3 separate regions of the Sus scrofa genome follow, and regions 2 and 3 are each linked to region 1. A link is a contact called in public Hi-C and promoter capture Hi-C data. All regions are on one chromosome and are shown on one strand. Each heading gives the region's core, a stretch centred on a gene start, on an enhancer-like site or on the middle of the called end of the contact. The rest is flanking DNA. Distances are from core to core; before and after follow the strand shown. Region 1 holds the start of BHMT2 (betaine--homocysteine S-methyltransferase 2). Region 2 holds the start of BHMT (betaine--homocysteine S-methyltransferase). Region 3 overlaps DMGDH (dimethylglycine dehydrogenase, mitochondrial).

What was found. Promoter capture Hi-C pulls out the DNA fragments that hold promoters and counts their contacts. A called contact is a pair of places that touch in the nucleus more often than the background predicts.
Region 2: a contact with region 1 is called in a promoter capture Hi-C map of liver, with 5 times the contacts expected there. The contact joins the promoter of BHMT here to the promoter of BHMT2 in region 1. A contact is called at or near these places in 1 of 5 promoter capture datasets (liver) and 6 of 47 Hi-C or Micro-C datasets (adipocytes, heart right ventricle, liver and 1 more).
Region 3: a contact with region 1 is called in a Hi-C map of liver, with 2.6 times the contacts expected there. The contact joins the enhancer-like site here to the promoter of BHMT2 in region 1. A contact is called at or near these places in 1 of 5 promoter capture datasets (liver) and 5 of 47 Hi-C or Micro-C datasets (embryonic fibroblasts, fetal liver and liver).

Annotation. Positions count from the first base shown.
Region 1 is chr2:87,865,204-87,868,257 of Sscrofa11.1, reverse strand. It overlaps BHMT2 (betaine--homocysteine S-methyltransferase 2), which reads right to left and starts at 1,627. Exons shown (of 8, transcript NM_001204771.1): 1 at 1,578-1,627. The coding sequence starts at 1,610. It overlaps DMGDH (dimethylglycine dehydrogenase, mitochondrial), which reads left to right and starts at 1,069. Exons shown (of 15, transcript XM_021084481.1): 1 at 1,069-1,896; 2 at 2,820-2,994. The coding sequence starts at 1,796.
Region 2 is chr2:87,909,533-87,912,586 of Sscrofa11.1, reverse strand. BHMT (betaine--homocysteine S-methyltransferase) reads right to left here and starts at 1,494. Exons shown (of 8, transcript NM_001200042.1): 1 at 1,385-1,494. The coding sequence starts at 1,417.
Region 3 is chr2:87,827,589-87,830,642 of Sscrofa11.1, reverse strand. It overlaps DMGDH (dimethylglycine dehydrogenase, mitochondrial), which reads left to right. Exons shown (of 15, transcript XM_021084481.1): 10 at 1,392-1,557; 11 at 2,018-2,148. Among named protein-coding and RNA genes, the nearest start is that of BHMT2, 38 kb to the left of the region's middle. Within about 2 kb of position 1,487, at least 2 of the 83 cell types and tissues checked have an H3K27ac peak or open chromatin away from gene starts, as enhancers often do. A contact at or near this core is called in fetal liver and liver, where this site is marked.

The sequences.
Region 1 (3,054 bases), core at 378-2,877:
GAGACCTTTCCGAACGCCAGGTTCGGTTCTAGGCAAGAGGGATACTATAAATGCAGGATTAAGACATGGTCCCCGCCCTCAAGAAGCTCCAAGTCTGGCGACCTTGGGGAAGGCCATTAGATCAAAAGATGAGCACAGCACAGTGCAATAAATAAATGCTGCAGAGGAATGCAGGGGAGAGAATCAGAGATATCACCAAAAACTGTCTAAAACCTCATCGTTGACCAGCTAAGACATTTCAGTGGAGTTAACTATGTTAAGAATCAAATTTAATATTACCTGTCAAACAATGCTAAAGGGGAAAACCGGGGCATACAGTTTGGGTATTATGGGTCAGTCTCCGACCTTGCACATCCAGTCTGTCACAGGGTTACACCGAGTGCATCTGTGTAACACATCTCACATAGGTACCCCCATCCTCACTGCCCCTGGACTATTGAAATGGTCTCTGCTTCACTCCAGCCCTCTCTAAACTATCTTCCATTGCGGCCAGAGTGAAGCTTTGCCTGACCTACACTTTGTCGTAATTTCATCCTCCTTTGTATCCTGCATAAGTTCATTTTTATATAATTGGGGTCAGCCTTTGAGATACCTCCTTTTGTAAATTAACATGGCCAAAACACTTTGCCTGTTCCCATAGTTTGCTTTTCAACGGGCTGCCACATAATTTAAGTGGATGAACTTTATTTACGGAGCTGACTATTGCAGGGCATATTGGATGCTTCTAACTTTTTAGTATAAATAAACAGCGGTGCACATTTCCACGTCTATATCACCCCTTCCTTCACCACACCATTTCCTGAATTACAGGGGCTCAGGTGGGTTGTTTGAGGAGTTTGGAGATTTCCTGCATTCAAGTTCATTCCCTTCCTAATTTAGCTTTGTCACCCCTTCACCCCACCATGCATAGAAATGCGGGGGACAAAGCAACAGCTGGCCCCCAGATTCCATCCAGAAAGGGGAGTCTGGAGCCTGGGGCGGCGGATGCGATGGTGGAACCCCCGCTCCCCCCCTCCCCAGCCCCTGGCACCCTACCCCGCTCCTGCTCCTGCCGCTGGGTTTGGGTGTGTTCCTGCCGGACCGGTTTCAGGCCAGTCCAAGGCTTGGGGGTGGGGAGCTGAAGGCCATGACCCTTTCCAAATCCTGAAGGGAGTGAGCGCTGGGACCACTGAGTCAAAGAGCTGTGGATGCAAATGGGCTGAGGACTGAAAATGTGCCGCGGCCTAAGTCCGAGGGCTGAACTTCCAATCAGTGCTCCACCTGAACTAGGCGAATGACTCTGAGCCAGTCCTCTGACTCTGAGCCTCAGTTTCCTCACCTGTAAAATGGGGGTATATGTAGAGAAGATAATTTAATTTGCGTAAAGCAGTCGGGCTGTGTCGGGCACCGAGTCCATAAATGTTACCCAAGACTGTGATCTCATCCTGACACCCGGAGGTACTGTCGTCCCCGCGACCCGCGATCGGGTACACCGAGGCTCAGAGCCGACAAGGTGCCTCGCCCGGGCCGCAGACCTCGGCTAGGGGCTGAGGTGGAGCCCGGCAGCCGGGAGGACTCTGTACCTTCCCGAAACTCACCTTCTTGGCGCGGGGACTTCCAGCCGGTGCCATCTCGCCGCGGCTGTGCGGGCGCCAAGTGGCGGGGAGCGCGCAGAGAGAGCTAGGAGCCCGCCCCTCGCCCGGGGGAGGGTCTCCATCCCCACCCTTCCTACCCCCGCTCCCCACCCACCCCCGCTCTGCTGCCCCTGCGAGCAGGTGCCGGCGCCCTCGCCCTTGGCCTCGGCCTCGCCCTCGCCATGTTCCGCCCGGGCGCGCAGCGGCTGCGGGGCCTCCAGCTGCGGAGCTTCCCGCTACGGGGCTCCCCCGGCCGTCCGCGCTCCGTCTGCGCCCGCGAAGGGTGAGTGGTGCCGGGTCTGCTCCGGGGCCCGCGGCTGGGCGGCTGCAGGGTGAAAGCGAAGGGCTCAGGCGGTCACCCAGTTAGGGGCGCTCCAACCCTGAGAAATGGGCATTCGGATTGCTTCTTGAATTATATCTGCTCTTTTCCATGCAAAACCGTACAAAGGGAGAGTATCAAAGGGTTTCCGGTGCAAAGCCTCTCCTACCCCATCCCTTCCCCAGTCGGCTGTTAGCAGTATCTTCTGTATCTATCCAGGGACGGTCTATGGCGAGGCAAACACAGGTGTATATTTATATGGGCTTCCTTGACTGACTTATACCTCGCTTTTTACAGTGCGTCTTGGAGAAGCTCATGATCTAGCTAGGAAGACAGTCATGCCAATACATATATCAAGTCAGTGAGCAATAATTATAACTAGAGAAGCAGGTACATGGAGAGAGGGAGTTAAGTGGGGAAGAACCTGTGCTCCCTGTGACTCTTTTCAGCCTGGAAAACATGAGAGGGAGGAGGTGATCCAAGATTTACAGATAATAGACTTAACTATGATTATTTTTTTTATGGAATAAAATGACTATAATTGTGTTTTTAAAGTAGACTGAGAAAAAATATTCTCTAGATTCTTTGAGAAAAAGAAGCCGTCTGTTCAGTTCTTTAGCTCTATTAATTACCTACAGTGGGCCAGAATTGTGTGGAATGGGGTTCAAATACCTCCCCCCTTGTTCCCCCAACCAGTTTGCCTAAGTCAAGTTTAGGCTTCCCGAATGGTTAAATCAGCACATGCAAATCTCACTGGCACTAGATGTTAGGTACCAGAAGAAAACTAGCACACCAGTCAAGAAAAAACAACAACAACAACAAAAAACCCCACAAAAACTCTAGCTACAATTGCGGAGTAAAGCTACTCTTAAAAAATTGTCTTCCAGAGAGGAAAACGCACCCTTATCTGCAGAAACAAGATGGAAAGACAGAGCAGAAACAGTGATAATTGGAGGTGGCTGCGTTGGTGTGAGTCTGGCTTATCACTTGGCCAAAGCGGGCATGAAAGATGTGGTCCTCCTGGAGAAATCGGAGCTCACTGCTGGATCCACCTGGCACGCAGTAAGGAAAACACCTCAAACCTGTCATATGCACTGAATCACCACTTGTGCAATTCTCTCT
Region 2 (3,054 bases), core at 245-2,744, 44 kb before region 1:
TTTTAACAGTGACAAAGCATGCAAATAAGGTTACCAAAGAAACTTTTTTTCCTTCCCATCTTATGTCCATCTGTTGTTAAAATAATCTTTTTAAATGTTTGATTTTCTAAGTTTGAGTTTGGGGAGTGGGTTAGAATCTATGGCTATGAAAATGTGGCCAAACCAAAAAAAAAAACTTTTTTAAAACTCTATGGGAATCATCCTTTCCAATCTACATCAAGTGTTCTTTTAGTAGATGTATGTCATTGGATCCACCTAATCAATTGTTTTTCCTTGTGTGGAGATCTCTTTAATTTGAGGCATGGTCATTCCTTTAGAAACTAGGTACAGTCCGTTTCTAAAGGGATGGTTGGTAATGAATTTCAGAGCCGGGTCTGCCTGCACTGTCCTTACAGCTGAAGGGGAACAGGTGGCCTGGCCCGGTCTTCTTCCCTGCCATTTCCTGGGCCTCGGTCCGCCAGGGTTGGGGCTGGGTGCTTTGACACTCAAGGGCCAAGCAGACTCCCTCCTTCCTCCGTTGTCCTTCTCCTCTCCTCCCAACCATTGTCCTATTATCAGTGCGTCTATCCATCCATCGCCACCCTCCCACCCCCACCCGTCCCGCCTCCTACATCCCTACAACCAGAGGAAGGCCCAGAGTCTGGACTTAAAACATTCGTCCCAAGAGTAGGGTGGGCTTGCTACTGGGCTTTTGTTTTTAAAACTTAACAGCCCTACCTCAATATTTTACGGCCACGATGCTCATTTTTTTCTAGAACTATCTTTTCGAGGCCCACACGGTGCATTTTTCTGTTATCGCTGAAACCCAGCTGCAGATGAAAACTTACCATCGCCCGACCAATGCCAGAGCCTTAGCGCTGCAGCGGGGCGGGCTGGTGGGCGCATCGAGGACCCTGCAGGTAGGGAGCCCGGAGACCGGCGGTGCCCGCCAGAAACCGTCGGAGCGGAGCCGGGGCGCGAGCTTCCCTGCCTGGCACACGCAGGGCACTGAGGGGCGCGCGTGCAGCGGCACGGGCACAGACCCGGAGAGGTCCTGGCGCGCAGCAGGGCGACCCCGGGTCCCACTGCCATGGGGGAGGGAAGTCGTCCCTGTGGGTCTAGGAGCTGCATCTTGCAGGCGTGCTCTGGTCTTGGCGTATGGGTCTCAAGACGTTGGGAGAATCGGAGATTTGGTGGCGGGCGCCTGGGGTTCGGGGTCACATAGCTCTAGGGGGCGCTCTGGACGTGGAACGGGAGTAGGGGCTCAGAGGCGCCGTGGGGTCCCGCAGCCGAAGTTGCAGGGCTCCCACTGGGCTTGCCGAGGCTGGGATGCCCGCTGGTGGGTCAAAACCCAGAGCCTCGGCCGGCCAGGACCGAGGACACCCTCGGGTCCCTGCAGACTCACCTTCTTGGCCTTTTTGTCCCCAACCGGAGCCATATTCGAGGTGTCCGGATGGTACTCGAAAACGGATTTGGATTGGAACCGACGAGGTTTCCCTTTCGAAGCCTGCAGCTGCCCAGCGGCGGCAGCGGAGCTCTTTATACCTGCAGCTCTCACGCGGTAGGTTTCCCCAGCCTCCCCGCGGTCCAACGCGGGCCTCCGGCAGGGAACACGCCCCCCAGCCTTTTATCCTGGCTCCTCTGGAATCGGCCTCCTGAGGGAGTGATCGAGATTATTCTTGCAAATAGGTGAACTCGTCCAGAAGTAAGTTAAGAAGAAAAAAACAAGTAGGTTGCCATCTGCTCGGGTTTCAGCTCTACCTGTGCCCACCCCTCTTTTCTTCTCGAGGAGAAATCCTGATGTACTCCTCCTTGCCTGGGATCCTGTTACCATTACTTAGGTTGCCAGACCAGGCCCCTAAAAACGCCATCCAATGCCCAAATATTTGTCAAAGGCCGAGGATACAAGATTCTTGAACGAGGAGGCCATGCCCTGGAAGAACTTCAGCCTAAAGTGTGACCTCTGTGATTATACGTCCAGTGGTTATGGATTCGAACAAAATATGGCCTTTACAGAAAAGTCTGATACTGACCCTGCATTAGTGCATGTGTTCAAAATGACCTTCTCCCCTTAAGTCCAAACATGCCTTGTACTTTCTATCAATATCTTTGCAACATTTAACAAAGACAAACACTTCACCTTTGTATATGACAGTGGAAATGTACTTTAGCGATGTCAAACATTCAGTGTGAAACTGTCTAAAAATGTACAGGCATTTGAGAAACTGGAAGGAAATAGAAATGTTAACAGCAGTTATCTGTTGATGGTAGAGTTAGGTCTTTTATTTTCTTCATTGTGTTTTACTGTATTTTCCTGAAATCTCTTTACAGTGAAAATACATTGACTTTAAAATAATGAAAATATTGCTTTTAAAATGTACAACATAATAGAAAGTACCCTAGAGAACAATTTAAAAATATGAAATAGAGTTCAGAAACTGTTGTCCAAATACACAAAAGCACATAAGGAAGTTTTTGTATGTGGAACAATAGCCTCTATTTTAACAAATGCAAGGAAAGAAATTACTGTAGCAAACGATGAATTAATACAAACTTTGTTGCTAAAATTATGTGCAGTTGAAACTGAGAAGTAGAAAAGTCCTTTTGCTTCAGGTAATTGTCAGGTTTGAAGTAGGAAAAAAAATAGGAAGGTTGATGGATGCATATATTATAATTCAAATGATCTATTATTTCACTTGTCCACCAAGACTGAGGCATGAGGTAATGTAGGCATCCTTCACAGTGCCTAGACTTTATACCATGAAAGCTTTGGAGTATCTGAGTAGGTAACAGCTAAGTTACTTAACGCGTTAACTGCTTATACTATTAACCTGGTGAACACTGGTGAGACAAAGAGGTTCAGAGTGAGCCCAGGTATAGCTGCATAGAACAGTTGCAGTGGTGGATACCAGGCGCTAGGGGGCGGTATCAGGGCTCCCATAGTCAAAAACTGAAAGCCGACACTGTCATTTTCATAGTTCATCCAAATTTAGTAAAACTTAGGAGCGATTTTAAACTAGCAGCACTTAAAAAAATGAATTGAAAATTTTTAGTACGTTAATATAGACACATGGC
Region 3 (3,054 bases), core at 238-2,737, 37 kb after region 1:
CTACTTTAAGATCGATCTAAATAGTCCAAAATAGAGGGCCAGTTGCTGATTAATGAATTTGGACTCTGTAGTCAGCCAGTAGAGATTACTTGGGGACAAACTCGTAGTCTGGTTTTTCCTAAATTGCTCAGATACATGCCAGGTCTGTTGTTCACCTTGTGCTAGTTGAATCTGGGCTGTTTCTTCTGCTATTTAATAATTAAACCACTGAAAACTCATTTTGCAGACTTAGCATCCTGCTCTGAAGTTCAAATACCACATTAAAAGTCCACTCTGTAGAGTAGCAAGGACCTTGCATAAGGAGTCAAGAGACCTTTGTTCCAGGCCCAGCTCTGTCAGTAATTAATGCAAAGGCCTTGGAAGTCACTTTGTGCCTTATCTCTGAAAAATGAAGATGTTGGACGAGGTCCTTGCTTATTTACTTCAGGCGTGGACCAGCATGAGCTTCACCTGGGAGCCTGTTAGGGTGTGGCATCTAGGGCCCCAAACCTGCTGCATCGGAATCTTCATCTCAACAAGTGCAAGTGATGTATTTGCATAAATGTTTGAGAAGCACTGGACACGATAGCTGTACCCCTCATATATTGTGATTTAATTATGTCCAAACAATTAGTATTTTGAAAATACTCCCTCAGAAGTTTCCTTTGGGGCTCAGTGGTTAAGGAACCTGACTAGGATCCATGAGAATGCAGGTTTGATCCCTGGCCTCACCTAGTGGGTTAAGAATCTGGCGTTGCGGTGAGCTGTGGTGCAGGTCGCAGACGAGGCTCGGATCCCGTGTTGCTGTGGCTGTGGTGTAGGCGGGTGGCTACAGCTCCAATTCAGCCCCTAGCCTGGGAAACTCCATATGCCATAGGTGCAGCCCTAAAAGGCAAAAAAATAAAAAACAGTCCTCCAGGTGATTCTAATATGTAACCAAGGTTGAAAACCACCTGCCTGGTTGACTTCTAAGCTCTTTTTCAGATCTGAGAGCCCACGTGCCTATCTTTTTTTGGTTAATGAATACTTCATTCACTATGAAATGGGTCAAGGGATAGATGAATATCTTTAAAAATCATATTCCAGGGAGTTCCCATTGTGGCGCAGAGTAAACAAATCCGACTAGTATCCATGAGGATGAGGGTTTGATCCCTGGCCTTGCTCAGTGGGTAAAAGGATCCAGCGTTGCTGTGGCTGTGGCATAGGCTGGCAGCTGTACCTCTGATTCGACCCCTAGCCTGGGAACCTCCATAGAAAAAAAAAATCATATTCCAACATATATGTATGATTTGCAGAACAGGTGGCATCTTGTTCCCTAAATGAAATTTTCTAGATAAATAGGGCTCGTTCAAATATCCTGTAATTTTCTGAAACTGAATGACCCCTGCTTCATGACAAACACTGTGTTTCAGGCCAAGTTTTCGCCGCACAAACTGGTTTGAGCCTGTGGGCTCAGAGTATAAACAGGTTATGCAAAAAGTAGGGGTGATTGACCTGTCACCGTTTGGCAAATTTACCGTCAAAGGCCAAGACTCCGTTAGGTTGTTGGACCATCTCTTTGCCAATGTCATTCCCCAGGTAAATAACTTTGTAGATTACAAGGTCCAGGGTTCTGGTCTGTTTACTTCTCTGTCCTCTCATTTTCAGAAAACCAATATGTTATTTCAATCCACTGAAGGATTTCTGTCTGAACATCAGAACTCTTTACCTGACCACGGGTATTCTGGCTAATTTTCAAATGTAAAATTTTTGTGGAATGAATTATCATCCAAAGACCTTAGGGCCTTGCTTTATTGTGTCAATGGAAATTGTGCAATTGGCTGAATTTTATGACAAGTAATTATAGTGATCATTTCACCTGAAAACTTTAAAATTAATATTGGGTTCAAATTTACAGATTGTTCACACAATTGATGTAAATGATAAGATTGAGAGGTTTCTCACTGTTGACACCCACATTTAAATTTTCAGGTGGTATTAAAAGGACACCTAAGATTTTTTATTTCATCCCGAGGTAATTTAAAATTCTTTTGTGTAGGTGGGTTGTACAAATATAAGTCACATGTTAACACCAAAAGGTCGAGTATATGCTGAGTTGACTGTTTCTCACCAGTCTCCTGGGGAGTTTCTATTAATAACCGGCTCTGGATCAGAACTTCATGATCTTAGGTAAGTAATCAGCTAGTAATAAAATTTTATATGGATTTTATACTGGCCCAGTCTTGCATGGAGGTTTTCTTTTACCAGTAATGGAAAGTACAACTTTGGATTTCCCGTCATAGCTCAGCAGAAACGAACCTGACTAGTATCCATGAGGATGCAGGTTCAATCTCTGGTCCCACTCAGTGGGTTAAGAATCGGCATTGCTGTGACCTGCAGTGTAGGTCATAGATATGGCTTGGATCTGGCGTTGCTGTGGCTGTGGTGTAGGCAGGCAGCTGCAGCTCCAATTCAACCCCTAGCCTAGGAACTTTCATATGCTGTACCTGTGGCTCTAAAAATAAAGTGCAACTTTAATTCTGTTTTTTTGTCTTTTTGTCTTTTTAGGGCTGCACTCGCGGCATATGGAGGTTCCCAGGCTAGGGGTCTAATCAGAACTACAGCTGCCAGCCTACACCACAGCCACAGCCACGCAGGATCTGAGCCGAGTCTGTGACCTTCACCACAGCTCATGGCAACGCTGGATCCTTAACCCACTGAGTGAGGCCAGGGATCGAACCTGCAACCTCATGGTTCCTAGTCGGATTTGTTTCCACTGTGCCACAACGGGAACTCCTACAACTTTAATTCTTAAACCTTAGTGTTTTAAATAAACGTCATGTCTTTATAGGAAATTATTTGAAGTGAGGGCCTCTGTCCCTATCTCCCTCCAAAAAGTGATCCATCCTTAGGGTTCATTGGTTCTAGTAATAATAACTTTCATTTATTAGGCATCACCAATATATCAGAACCCTTTCTACATATTATCTAAAGAAATTATTTTAACGGATATGTCTGCAAAGTATATATTATTCCCATTTTCAGATGAGGAAACTGAAGGTTGGCTTAAAGGAACTTGCTCAAGCTAGTCTTTTT